2 separate regions of the Mus musculus genome follow, and region 1 is linked to region 2. A link is a contact called in public Hi-C data. All regions are on one chromosome and are shown on one strand. The core of a region is the stretch at or near the end of the contact, and the rest is flanking DNA. Distances in the headings are between cores, read along the strand shown.

What was found. A called contact is a pair of places that touch in the nucleus more often than the background predicts.
Region 1: a Hi-C map of liver shows a contact between it and region 2, with 2.8 times the contacts expected there. The contact joins two enhancer-like sites.

Annotation. Positions count from the first base shown.
Region 1 is chr13:114,074,989-114,078,149 of GRCm38.p6, reverse strand. The region is part of intron 4 of Arl15 (ADP-ribosylation factor-like 15); the gene reads right to left. Among named protein-coding and RNA genes, the nearest start is that of A430090L17Rik, 75 kb to the left of the region's middle. Within about 2 kb of position 1,884, at least 13 of the 459 cell types and tissues checked have an H3K27ac peak or open chromatin away from gene starts, as enhancers often do. A contact at or near this core is called in liver, where this site is marked.
Region 2 is chr13:113,601,900-113,604,923 of GRCm38.p6, reverse strand. The region is part of intron 1 of Snx18 (sorting nexin 18); the gene reads left to right. Among named protein-coding and RNA genes, the nearest start is that of Snx18, 15 kb to the left of the region's middle. Within about 2 kb of position 1,648, at least 63 of the 459 cell types and tissues checked have an H3K27ac peak or open chromatin away from gene starts, as enhancers often do. A contact at or near this core is called in liver, where this site is marked.

The DNA.
Region 1 (3,161 bases), core at 635-3,134, 470 kb before region 2:
GAGGAAGTCACGGTTGTTAGCCTGGCCAACTCACGGCTGATATGATGTAATGCCACCAAACTCCACAGTCCCCTTCTGAGGAGGCTCATGCCGACGTCTATGCTTGTGTGTGTGTATCCCTGACAGTTGCAAAGCTAGGCCTCAGCAACAAAGAGACACAACATTGCTCAGACTGATGCTCTCTCTCCTCGAGAAATCGACAGTCACCGTGTCCATAGGCTGGCAACTATATGAGGCCAAAGGATCCAAAGCCTCACTCTGAGACAGAAAAATGAGACTCACAGAACCATGTGACGTAATTAGTGTTTACCCAGAACTCTGATATGCTCATGCAAAAGGCACTTTGAATGTAAACATTTTTTTCAGGGCTCTTGTTTTGTGAGACCAGATTGAAAGCAGGGCAGTAATTAGCATGTTAGGATGGCAGAAAGGGTTTTAAAGAAGGTGTGCACGCAGATGTCCCCCGCTGAATGAGGGGATGCAAACAACCCTCTGCAATCAAATGATTGCTAAATAAAACTTGTTTCTCGGGTGGGCATCGGTGTAGACGATACATCAGGAAATCTGGAAAAATGGATGTACCCAGGCTCCCGAACAGCCAAGGTCTCTGTACAAGTAAGCCTTAAATATTCTGTAAAAACTCCAATTAATTTCAAGCGCTAACAGCCTGGCTAAGATGGAAATTCTTCAGCAATTAGCCTCATTCCCAACAGGATCAAATGCAAGCAGCAGCCAAGGCAGTTTAGCGCCCAAGCTCGGGGTGTGTTCAACGGGAAAACTGCTGAGTGCTGAGTGTGAGCTCTGTACAGCGCTGATATTCCATACACGGCCCTGTGGGTGGGCACTTTCATACATGTGAACACACACACACACACACACACACACACATGGGTGGGCATTTGTGCCCACCGGTGGGTATTTTCTGGAAACAGATGCACCCTGTTTAAATCCAAAGTTTTGCTTCCGAAAAAAATTGGAGGTAAATTGAATTTTTTAAAAAAAAATTTGTTTTTAAATTGTATTCTCACATGCCCCCAGGAGGTTCGTATCTCGGGGAACCCTGTCATGAATATTCTTGCAAGTAAAGAACTGTTTCATGATGAATTGAAAAGCACCTCTAAGTCACCTGCAGCACTGTCTTTGCTTTGTCATTTGGAAGTTGTTTTGAGACACTTTAAAAATAAAACAAAACCACTTTTCCTCTTTGAATATTTAATTTCAAAATATCATATTTTCTTTTTTAATCTGTTCTGGGATTCATTTAACTTATTTACTCTCCCCACCCCGAGAACACAATGCCAGTTCTGGAATGGAACCAAAGGGCTAAGTGATCTGAATTTCCTGTGAGAATTTCTTTTATTTACAGTCAAATTTTAGGAACTCCTATGAGCTATTTGGTAGGGAATACGTACATTTTTGGATTTATTGAGAAGGAAAGAATTCCTATATGGGAGGGAGGGTATAAGCAACATGATATTGCAGCTCACCCCAGTCAGGCAGGATAGAGTCAGGGACATATGTGTCAACGAGACAATCTACTGGAGACATTTGCTATAGCTTCAGTGGGCTGTGTAATAGTTCACAGTTGAGTTAAGGATCCCAAACTTTCTTGATCCATGAATTTGTTAGTCTTGGACAGTTCTCATAGTGTCTCTTGGCCAAACAAAATACCCAACAGCTCATTTATTAAGTAGTTAGGTTCAAACAATTCCTAAGTAGCTGCCTTTGTGAGCTAGTAGGAATTTGAAGAAAACAAAACTAAGAGTTAAAAAACAAAAGTGTACATTTATTTTTAAACCACAATTCCTTAGGAAAGGTTATGCATATCTGTCAGGCCCTGTGGAACTTCAAGTCTCAGGGTCAGACTGGATGCTTCCAATTGCACAACTTAACCTCTATTACCTACCTTACAGTGTTTGCCTTTTATGTCCCCAAACTCAACCTTAGAGAGAGATGACATCATCAAAAGGAATGTAGCGCCACCTAATGTTGAAACTGTGAACTACTTCAAGGTACCAGTGTGTTGGGGGTACGGGGGAGTTGGAAAATCACCAACTACTCCATGTTTTACTCTAAAATTCCAAAATATCCTCTATGGAGTAACTGTGGTACGCTGGGGTGGGAACTACAAAGTTAAACGGTAAAAAGGGACTTTGCATTTTTCTGAGTGATGGAGTCCCGTGCTGAGATGTCAGAGAGCAGGTGTGCGCACATGCACACGCACACATACTCAGTGCCTAGCACTAAGTGGTGGTTTCTTACTGTAACACAGAATTGAATCTATACCAGCTTTGATGTATACCTTATCTTCAGATGAGAGCGGTGACACCCCAGATAGCTCGCCCTTTGAGAATGCTTGTATGACAATCTCCATGCAAAGGCATTAAAAACCATGTTAAATTTCAGTTTTGCCCACATGTTTCTACGATTAGGTGACTTGTTTAGTTTGTATAAACTAGAACCTTCTTATGTGACTACTGTTTTGTGTTGTAACATAACCTAGTATCCAATACCAACACGGCCACGGAATTAACCATTATAGATGCCTATCGGTTGCTAATGAAAAAAAATACCAGGTATCTAAGCACAATGGCTGGAAGGTATTGATACGCTGCACTAAAAGTTAAATATTAAGTGGTTAGATACTAGACATTAAACACTTGCTTTGTGAAGAGACCCTCGAAGCATTAACTCGGGATGTTGAGTAGCAATTACAGATGGTGCCCTCCAGTAAGCAGAAAGTGGGGGTTTTTCTTCTGAGAGATGGCCCCGCTCCTAGTCTCTCTACAAAACGGCGACTCTCTACAAAGCCTCTGACTTCTCTGTACATGGCCACTGCTGACCCAACTGCCGAGTGAGTCCACAAGACTGGGTTTGCTATTATCTCAGACTTTCCCTTTTCCCATTTCAGGTCTTTATTTGAGGTGGATGGTGGGTAGAGAAGGGATTGAAACAGGCTCTCACTATGTAGCCAGGCTGACCTGGAACTCACTATGCAGCCAGGCTGGCTTGGAACTATGGCCGTCCTCTTGTCTGTCTCCCTAGGACTGGAATGACAGGTGTGTGTGCTACCAAGACTAGCCTTTTTTGTTTTTTTTCTTTTTCTTTTTGTTTTAAAACCAACTCTGGTCAACTATGACCCTGCCTTTTAATACTTCCTA
Region 2 (3,024 bases), core at 399-2,898:
AGAGTTTTAAAGTCTTTATCTGTATTTGTTGATGTAGAGGGTGCTCAGCCCGGAACCTGGTCTTCCAAAGTAAAGGCGTAAAAGCGTAAAGGCGTAAAGGCGTACTGTATGTAGCCCGGTGCTGTGAGGCCTCCTTGGTTCCAGAGCTCTACCTCAGGCTTTGCTCGAGGAGCGTGGCTCCCCGCTGAGCTGCTTCACCCAGGTTTAGTATTTCTCAGGAGCTCAGGCTTCATCAGAATCTTTATGAAGTTCCAGCTACGAACATTCTGTTTAACAACTTCAAGGGCCCCATGGCTCTGGGCTTCATGGGGAAGGAGGCAAACGGAGCAGTTAGTGAGTTAGTGAGTGTGCCTCCTGATGTTCTCATGTGCACTAGGGTCCTTCTACCTGTGGACCTCGTGGACCTCGGTCACTGGGGTGCAGCTGAGCCAGCAAAGCTCTGCTAGCGGCCATCAGGCTGTAGCAGGGCTTTTGTACCACCAACAAGCAACTTCTTTTTTATTTTTAGGGCCAAACCGAACTTAGAGAATGGAATTCTTTAAATGGAATTCTTGAAAGTTCTTTTTTTGTTGTTCCCCTGTTAACACACAGCCAGGATTCACTCACTCTTGTCCTGGCTCTCTTGAAATAGCTCCAGACTTCCCTTCATTTAGTGCAGTTCCAAGTTCAAAGTGAATTCAAATTAATTTACCTTTAAATATTTTAGTGCTTGGTTTTCGTGGCCAGCTTAAGCCCCTTCAAAACCTTGTTTGGGGACTGGGCATTGTAATCCTAGGATTCTGAGAGACTGAATTTTAGAGGATTGTGAATTCAAGAGTAGGCTGGGCTACCTAGTAGGTCCATGTCTGGAAAACAGATACAAGCTGACAAAGTGCTTGCTCACCAGGGCAGTGTGTGTAAGTGTGCTCAAACCCTCCTCTGACTTGAGGCAGTTTGGATGACGGCTACCTGTGACTGGGCAAGGGAGTTCCTACCAGGCTGTGGTCAAACAAACTTCCCAGCTTCCTACGATCCAGTGGGTGGAGACCCAAAAAGAAGGTGGGGAACAGGCTGATGGAGGGAGGGGGGCTGTAAGGGGGTGGGGACCAGGAGGAGGAGGAGAAGAAGGAAGTAGGCCACCTTGGTTAAATTAGCATTTTCTTTCAGCATCTGTAGCATAGGGGAATGAAAATAACCCATCCCTGCCATCCACACCTCCCATCCCTGCGCTCTGTCCTCTGCCTTGCCCCTTAACCTTGAGGCCTCTGTTTCCTGAGAAAGCCCATAGGAAGACCAAAAATCTACCTTGTGTTTTTGGCACCTTGGTGATTTCAAAATTCAGTGAGTTTTTCCACCACTCCCCTTTTCTCTTTCAAGGGAAAAAGCAGCCTTTGGATGGATCCCTGTTGCTTAGTGACTGGGCTTTTTGTGTAGATGGCTTTTGAGGGACAAAACCGGGAAGGCTGAGGTGCGGAGGGAGAATGTGGGGGGCACAAAGTGCCCCGCACCAGCCCTGGCGAGGTTTTCAGTGGGGTTGGGGCAGCCCTTGAGGCAGTAGAGCGGCTGTGATGTGTGGAGGGGCTTTTCCTGTCTCTTGCTGGGTTGGTTATGCGAGGAAAGTTGCCTGTCCCCTTAGAGGCCAGCGAGACACCAGGCGGCTTGCCCAGGCCCTTGTTGACTTGGCCCAGTTTAGGTAGCTTGTCAGTGTTCACTAAAACCAGAGCTGCGGCGCTCCCGAGGTCTCCAAAGGCGGTGACCTGAAATGCTTGGGGGGCAGTAGCTTTTTACAGAGGGGATTCATGCAGTGACACCGTCGTATGTAAATAGTGTCGCGCTCTGTCACGTGGCGCCGACTTCCTTGACCATTAGTCATTTGTAGAATTTGAGTCCTCAATGTAGTGATATTAATAAACTTTGTTAATAATTAATTCTTTTGGCTCAGTATTCATGGTAAACACGAGGACCATGTTCCTGATAAGGGAGCGTGTGCAGAGACTCGCCTCTCTGGCTTTGCTGGTGGATAAGACTTCACAAGGGGCCCTACCCTGGTGGCACACTAACATAGGAAGGGGATGGAAGTGAATCTGAGACCTCGGGCGTCTGTGGAGCTGATTCTAATGTTGGAAATGCGGGGTAAAGTTCCTTCCAAAGGTGATAGGAGTGGGGCAGGTGTGAGAATGAACCTTGCTGAATTTTGCAGTTACAGAGTCTGCCTTGGAGTTTAGGAGATTTTGTTCATAACAGCAAAGTTAAAACATTGGTTTACTTCCTCTTAACTCTCAAAATATGGAACATGAAAGGGTCCCCTTTGGGCTTTTAGGACTACCTGGTCTCTGTAGCCTAGGCTGGTCTTGAATTCACTATATTGTTCCAGTGCCTTTGAGCTAATGTGAGCTTCCTGCTTCTGCTCCCAACTCCTGGGATGCAGGTGTGAGCTTGCGTGCTAGCTTGAGATGCTCAGCTCACGTTGTACCTGTAGATGCCCATAAAGTTGTCAGCAGTCCCCTGGAGACACCTGTGTAGGATGAAAGCGACAAGTGCCAGGCTGGCTGCCAGGTGGGAATGGTGGGCCCTTTGAAACACATAGCTCTGGGACATTCTGGACCAGTGACAACCTCTTACTTGTAAGATTCTAGAATTATACCAAGAACTTCCAAGCACCTTTCGGCTTTAAATAAATAAGGAAGGAAACCTGGCACCAGCGCTACTCTGTGCACCTGGGCCAGAGCTGAAGCTCGCCTCTCAAGTCTGTCAGGCCTGGAGGGATGGGGTTGGTAATCCATCGGCCACTGAATAAAAATGGCCCCCATAGGCCCACAGAGAGCAGCACTGTTAGGAAGTGTGGCCTTGTTGGAGGAAGTGTCTCTGTCCCTTCCTGTTGCCTTGACCTCAGGGGTCAGGGTGCGCCTTTAGAAATAAATCATTAGCTGGGTGAACTTTTGGTCTTATTAGAGAGGACTCCGGATAGTTTGTCAAACTAACTCAATAAACCAACCACTCACTGTACTACTCACTGTAAATATCCCTTTCGACACATGTCTTAGT